Linked DNA regions of Gossypium hirsutum: region 1 is linked to region 2. Evidence: chromatin contacts called from public Hi-C data. All regions are on one chromosome and are shown on one strand. The core of a region is the stretch at or near the end of the contact, and the rest is flanking DNA. Distances in the headings are between cores, read along the strand shown.

What was found. A called contact is a pair of places that touch in the nucleus more often than the background predicts.
Region 1: a contact with region 2 is called in a Hi-C map of petal, with 2.3 times the contacts expected there. The contact joins the promoter of LOC107933116 here to the promoter of LOC107933052 in region 2. A contact is called at or near these places in 2 of 34 Hi-C or Micro-C datasets (leaf and petal).

Annotation. Positions count from the first base shown.
Region 1 is chrA12:18,173,027-18,176,507 of Gossypium_hirsutum_v2.1, forward strand. LOC107933116 (ras-related protein RABD2a) reads right to left here and starts at 1,475. Exons shown (of 6, transcript XM_041082556.1): 1 at 1,162-1,475; 2 at 298-370. The coding sequence starts at 1,193.
Region 2 is chrA12:17,984,361-17,987,746 of Gossypium_hirsutum_v2.1, forward strand. It overlaps LOC107933052, which reads left to right and starts at 1,725. Exons shown (of 13, transcript XM_041084258.1): 1 at 1,725-1,839; 2 at 1,925-1,987; 3 at 2,071-2,175; 4 at 2,272-2,358; 5 at 2,447-3,004; 6 at 3,095-3,386. The coding sequence starts at 1,750. It overlaps LOC107933042 (pentatricopeptide repeat-containing protein At3g50420), which reads right to left and starts at 1,625. Exons shown (of 1, transcript XM_016865193.2): 1 at 1-1,625. The coding sequence starts at 1,435.

The DNA of each region.
Region 1 (3,481 bases), core at 225-2,724, 190 kb after region 2:
CTGGGAATATCCAAAATTCCACATGTTTGATATCTTGATATACAACTAAATATAGTGACAAGATTCTGAGGCCACAACTGTCTATGTCCAAACTCGTGAAGTTCACATTTTACTCTCTCAAGACACATGTTATATGCAGTAAAACTTTTTAATGAATCATTATTACAATCTAACATCATACATGGATATAAGCATTCAGGGCAATCATATAAGAACCTAAGAATGTACGACAAGGAAAATAGATCTCTATAATGTAGACATTTACTTTCAAATGACAACGTAAGTCAAGAAACTTACAGCAAATCTCAAAAGAAGACAAGATTTTTCAACACCAGAATCTCCAATAAGCAGAAGCTTGAACAGGTAGTCACTGCAGAAGATTGCAACCAGATAATATCAATATCTGTTCCAATGATGCATAAAAATAACATCAACAACTATAACATGTTTAACATAAAATTTTATATTCGCCAAAAGAGGCCTAATCCCCAAACCCAATCTCTCATAAACCAAACCTAAAGTTTAACTTGTCAGCGTTAAAATGCCAATTAACCAAATTAAGTGCCCAAAGATTAGCCTTAGAATGCCAAGCAATTATCGGTTGACTCCTGATTTTACTGGTGCATCAAGAAAGTGCAATTCAAAATGAATTTCGATTTCAAACAAATTAGAGTAAGTCATCATCATTCACTCATATATACATACATAATGAGCACATTTTTTAAGACAGATTTGCTTCTTCAATACACATAATCGATTTAGCAATATGTTAACAAAATATAACAAATTATTTACAAAAGAATAATATACCTCTTTGAATCTAATTATAATCAACTAAATGCAGAATTCAACAAGTAATTTAAAATGTGAAATCAGTATTATATAGATATATACCTCTTTGAATCTAATTATATTTGGATGCTTTAAAGACCTATGGTTCATAATCTCCCTCTGCACATGTTCATCTATCTGTATAGTAAAAGAAACCCTTGAAATCAATCCATTGAGTCTAAACAAGAAAAAAGGAGCCCAATTTAGCCCATGAATAAAAAGAAAATGCAAACAGATACAAGATCATGAACATTAACCGTAGAAATCAGAATTGTAAATATGAAATGAAAGGAAAAAGAAAAGAAAAGAAAAGAAAATCCTAGCACGTACCTTGGGTCCTCTTTTAATATACTTGACCGCATATGTCGACGGAGATATAGCCGCGGGCTACCGACGGAGATGTAGAGGGCTATCGATTTGGGGAAACTGGGGGAAAAAATAAAGGGAATCGGGGTAGGGGAGAAATGGTTTGGGAAAAATAAAATGGGGAAAAAAAAGAGAAGAAATTTCAGGCAAAGTTTTAGGATTTCTTTGGGGAGGGGGAGGGAACCGATTTTGGGAAAAAGAAAGGAGGGAAAAAAGAAGATATTTCATGCCAAATTTTGGGATTTCGGGGCGAAGGGAGGAACCGATTTTGGGAAAAAGTCTTAAGGCATTGTGGGTAACAAAACGGTGTCGTTTTATGTAAGACTTTTTGTGGCCGTGAAAAGTTATTCTCCTTTACACAAAATGGCACCGTTTTGCTTCGTTAAAAATTCCTTATTTTGTTTTAATACATATAAACTTTATCATTATTTCTTAAATAATTTAAACTATATTGATAATTTTAATATATTAAAATAAATATTATCTTCTTTACAATTTTATAAGAAATTAATTAATATATAAATTAAAAAAATCAGTCATATACCTAAAAAAACTTTAAAATTATTTTAATTAATAGTATTTTTTTTCATTTTTGACATGTATTTTTCTATGTTTTTACTTTCAAATTTTTTCGCAGTAAAATCGAAATGTTGCTTCAATTTTTCAACAGTAAACCCTAAATTTTAAACCCCAAATCATAAACCTACACCCTAAACCCTAAATATATATATTACAACGGATAAAAGCAATTAAAAAAGATTCTTATTGCTTACCTAAACCCTAAAATAATTTGATTTTTGTTATTTTATCAAAAACCCTAACCCTTAAACCTTAATAGCTTAACCCCTAAAACCATGACCAGTACTACGACCCTAACTATAAAACAAAAAACCATAAAACCAAAAACCAAAAACTCTAAACCCAAAATAATAAACATTATATCATAAACCCTAAACCCCTAAACCATGAGCATTAAACCTTAAATCTTAAATCATAAACTCTAAACCCCAAAATAATAAACACTATATCATAACCCATATCCCTTAAACCCTAAACCCTTAACCCCAACCCTTAAACCATAATTAAATATTTAATTATATGTATACACCTAAATTTTGATAGAGATACATCTCAGAATTATATATGAATTTTGGTTTAATGTGTAATTGTAGACGTGAAATTCAAATTGTGGTTTAAATGTATAGTTGAAACTTTAATTTTGATTTAATCATACATATTTTAAAAAATAAATACATCAATATATTTTTATATTGAATAAATATAAATATTTATGTATGCAATATATAAATATAAAATGATGTTATATCAATAATTGTATTCATAATTTATGCTTTTGGGATTTAACCCATTGCACACTAAACCATTGTTCATGTATTCTTTTGGGATTTATCCCATTTTGATATATATATTTTTTAAAATAATAATTTATATTTATCTTATTTAGATTTATATTATAAAAAATCCAAGATATACAAGTTAATTAAGTAGTTCACCATATTTACCCCTAAACCCAACCTCTAAACCCCAAACCCTAAACCCTAAACCCCAAACCATAAACTCTAAGCCATAAACTCTAAATCCTAAACCTTAAACCATAACCCATAAACTAAATTTAAAAATGCCGGTAATATTCGATCTATAGCGGCGTTGTTTAAAAAGCACCGCTAATGGTCGACCTATAGCGGCGTTTTTCAAAAAGCGCCGCTAATGCCACTAAAGTTCACATAAAACAACGGCATTGTGCTTAATTTTTTTGTGGCGTTTTTTAAAAAAGCACCACTAATAGTCGACCTATAGCGGCGTTTTTCAAAAAGCACCGTTAATGCCACTAAAGCTCACATAAAACGACGGCATTGTGCTTAAATTTTTTTATGGCATTTTTTAAAAAGCGCTGCTAATGGTCAACCTATAGTAGCGTTTTTCAAAAAGCACCACTAATGCTCGATCTATAGCGGCGTTTTTGGTCCTAGTGCCGCTAAAAATGCCGCTAAAAACCTATTTTGCTGTAGTGTGAGTATTTGAATCTTTGTTTTGCAAACCATTAAACTGAACAAACTGTTGGATCATCTGAATAGTGTTCGGCTTTAGTTCGAAGTTATTCGCAGCAATAGTAGGTCTCATGATACTCGATTCAGCCCCAGTTAGAGTGGGCTTGGCATAATTGTACATAGTATGAGGAGCAGGATTCAGATTTACAAGATTTGCGACTACCACAGGAGGTAGCTGATTATTCTGATTTTTAGTCATCTCGTCAGTAATATTA
Region 2 (3,386 bases), core at 475-2,974:
AAACCAATGAAAATATGGATTGAGCAGCTTTAAGGTTTCCATTTTTGGCATACATGTCAATCAGACTACCACAAACAGACATTTCAACATCATATCCAGATTTTATAGCCTGAGAATGAATCATCTCACCTTGTTTTAGCATTGCAAGGTCAGCACAAGCACTTAATACACCACTGAGAACAAAGCTATCAATTTTGTACCCCATTTGACACATTTCAACCAACAATCTAATAGCACTCTCCCCATCAGCCAATCTAGAATAACCCATAATCATTTCAGTCCAAACCATCACATCTTTCTTCAAGATCATACTAAAAACCTTCTGAGCAGATTCACTACCACCATTTCTAAAATACATGGACACAAGGGCAGTTCCTACAAAAACACTACTTTCCAAACCTGATTTTGTAATTTGACCGTGCAGGGGCTTCCCATAATCAGATGCCAAGAGTGCACTAGTTGCAGAAATGACAGCAGCAAAAGTGTATTCATCAGGCTTAAGAAAATACATTCCCTTCAACTCAACAAACAGCTCCATGGCTCTTATGCCATCTCCATGCTCTGCCAATCCCGCGAGCATTGAATTCCAAGAAACCAAATCAAAGTTTTGAATCCTGCTAAAAACCTTCAACCCCATTTCAATATCACCACAATTGCAATACATGTCAAGCAAGGCATTTTGCAAAGGTAAATCAACTACTATATTAGAAACGACAACTCGGGCATGGATAATTTTCCCACACTCATAATTTCCCAACTTACCGCAAGCATTTAACACCATGGAATAGGTAAATGGAGTTGGAAAAACCTCAAACTTCATCATATCAAAAAAGAGAGCCAGCCCTTCCTTTATCTTATCATTCCTCAAGTATCCAAATATTGTAGAATTCCAAGAAACGACATCCTTGCCATCTATGCCAGCAAAAACTTCATTAGCAGATACCAAATCCCCAAAATTCGAGTACATCCCAAGTAACGAAGTTTGAACACAAACATCACCTAGAAATCCAGACTTCAGAAGAAGAGCATGTAGCGACGAACCAATCAATCTATCCTGAACCAATGAAGCAGCTTGTAACAAGCTCGTGAATGTGGCACCATTAGGCCTTAAATACTCAAAACCCATCTGGGAAACCAATCCAAAGGCTAAATTAGCATGGTTTACAGATCGAGAATACGCGGAAATGAGCGCATTGTATGAAACTACATTTCTATGGGGAGTTTTATCGAACACTTTCTTGGCATCTGAAAGGGAGTTGCATCGAGAGTACATAGATACAAGGTTGTTGTGGAGGTAGGGGGACGGGAAGTGGAGGCATGTTGTGGAGGTGGTCAGTAGGAAAGCGTGGAGTTGACGCGCTTTTTTGACTGTTGTTATGGAGCTGCATTTTTGTACGAGGGACGCTAGATAGCAGCTTTCGTATGACGGTAGCATGCACGCGGCCAAGGAGGTTTCTCAGTTCTGCAACTCTATGAACTGAATCAATCCTAAGTACAGTGTTCGGTCCCCCAAACAATTCTGTGTCGTGGATCGATCCTCAAACCCTGTTCTTAGAAATAAATGAATGAGTAAATAAATAACTAAAATAACATTACCGAAGATGAAAAATTGGGTTGGATTTACTGTTTTCCTTTCAATTTGATTCCTAAATTAAAGAAAGACAATGAATTCAATAAAAGTATAAAACTTGCCCAACTTGGTAATTTTACACTTGTATATAAATACAACATTGCGGTTCTTTAAGAAAAATGGGTAAAAAAATGTCTTCACCGTCGCTCACTGAGTCTCAATTTATTCGTATCTGCCGTCTGATCAACGATTCTCTCCATCCTTTCACCGTCCGTTCCATTCTCCTCCAAAATTTCAATTTCCCCTTCATTTTCTTTCTCTTTAATCTTATTGTTATTACTTTTGCTATGTTAGGTATCAGAGAATTTGTCTTTCAGCAAACAAGAAGAGAAAAACCTTCTTCTCATTCTCTCTCAGGTTCCCCTCTTTTCTTCTTCTCTAAAACTCCTACATTGAACCTCCTTTCATTACTTAACTCTATTGTCTGGTTCTATTTTCAGGTCTCAAATGAAATTCGCCGCTTGATTCCGTCGGCTCACATATCTTCTCCATTAAACCCAAACTCACAAAACCCCCATTGTTTATCCAAATCAATATCTCACCTGGTACTTTCTTTTTCTTTACTATTTTGTTAATTTTTGTAGTTTTTTCTTGAAATCCCAAATCGCCAAATCACATTAATTCTCAAATTTTCCTTTCAGATTCCTTTGTTAACTCTGGAAAGCCTATACGTTCAACATTTAGCTGGCAATGTGCTCGTTACCTTCTCTGAATTTCTAGCCTCATCTGTATGTTAATCAATTTAAAGATTTTATTTATAACTTTGAAGTTTGTTTTTTCCCTCCTTTTTATTAGGTTCTTTTCTTGTTATTGTAGGTAAAAACCTGGGAATTTTTTATCCATTCGCTCTCTATATGCTTAGAATTATCAATCTCGAACATATCTTCGTGTTCTTTTGAACCTTCAATAACTGGAGCTGGAGGTTCTGGTTCTGACTTATTGAATCTTGTAGGTTTATTTAAATCTAAGTTGAAAAATACCAGCTTGTTTACAGTAGCTGGAATTATCCGCACATTAAGAAATATACTGAAGTTTTTGAAGGAAGAGTGTGATGATGAGCTTGTTCTTGTGCTTTTAAATTCGATAAGCTTTTTCATTTCGAATGTGCCTTGGGATTCAATGGACGAGATCTTTGGTGGAAATGGTGGTGAAGATGATGAACGGAATACTTTGTTCTTGGGGAATTTTATTCAGCTACTATCTTCATTTGTTGACCAAATTAGTTTTGCGGAAGGGTTAGACGATTCCCTAGATAAGAATGTGATTCTTTCCAAAATTATCAACCTAGTGCCTAAACTTCTATATTGGTGCCTTCGCAAGGAAGGCAAATGTGTCAACACGTGCATCTCTCGGTACTTCAGCCACAAATTATTGGTATGTGAATGTAGATGTTTTGCTGCTAACCAATCCTGTTTTACTTTCACATACAAGCAGTCTAATTTGATTGACTTAAGCATTTTGCAGGTTTTGATGATCAGACTTAGTTTACAAATACCCCTAGATTTTTTGGTTCTTGTTTCCTGGTTGCAGCTTCTCCATAGATACTTTGAAGACCTTTTGTATCAACCTTTAACTGATGTCATGAATCAGGATGATTCTCTAGAGGACTCTCCTTTTATGTTAAGTAATTTTGATGGAGAGGTGCATAGCATGCACTCTCGCCATTTACAAAGACAGGCCATTTTTCTTTTCTTGAGGTGTTCCTTCAGTTTGATAAATCTTGGAAAAGCCACTAGGAAGCATTATTCTAGTGCAA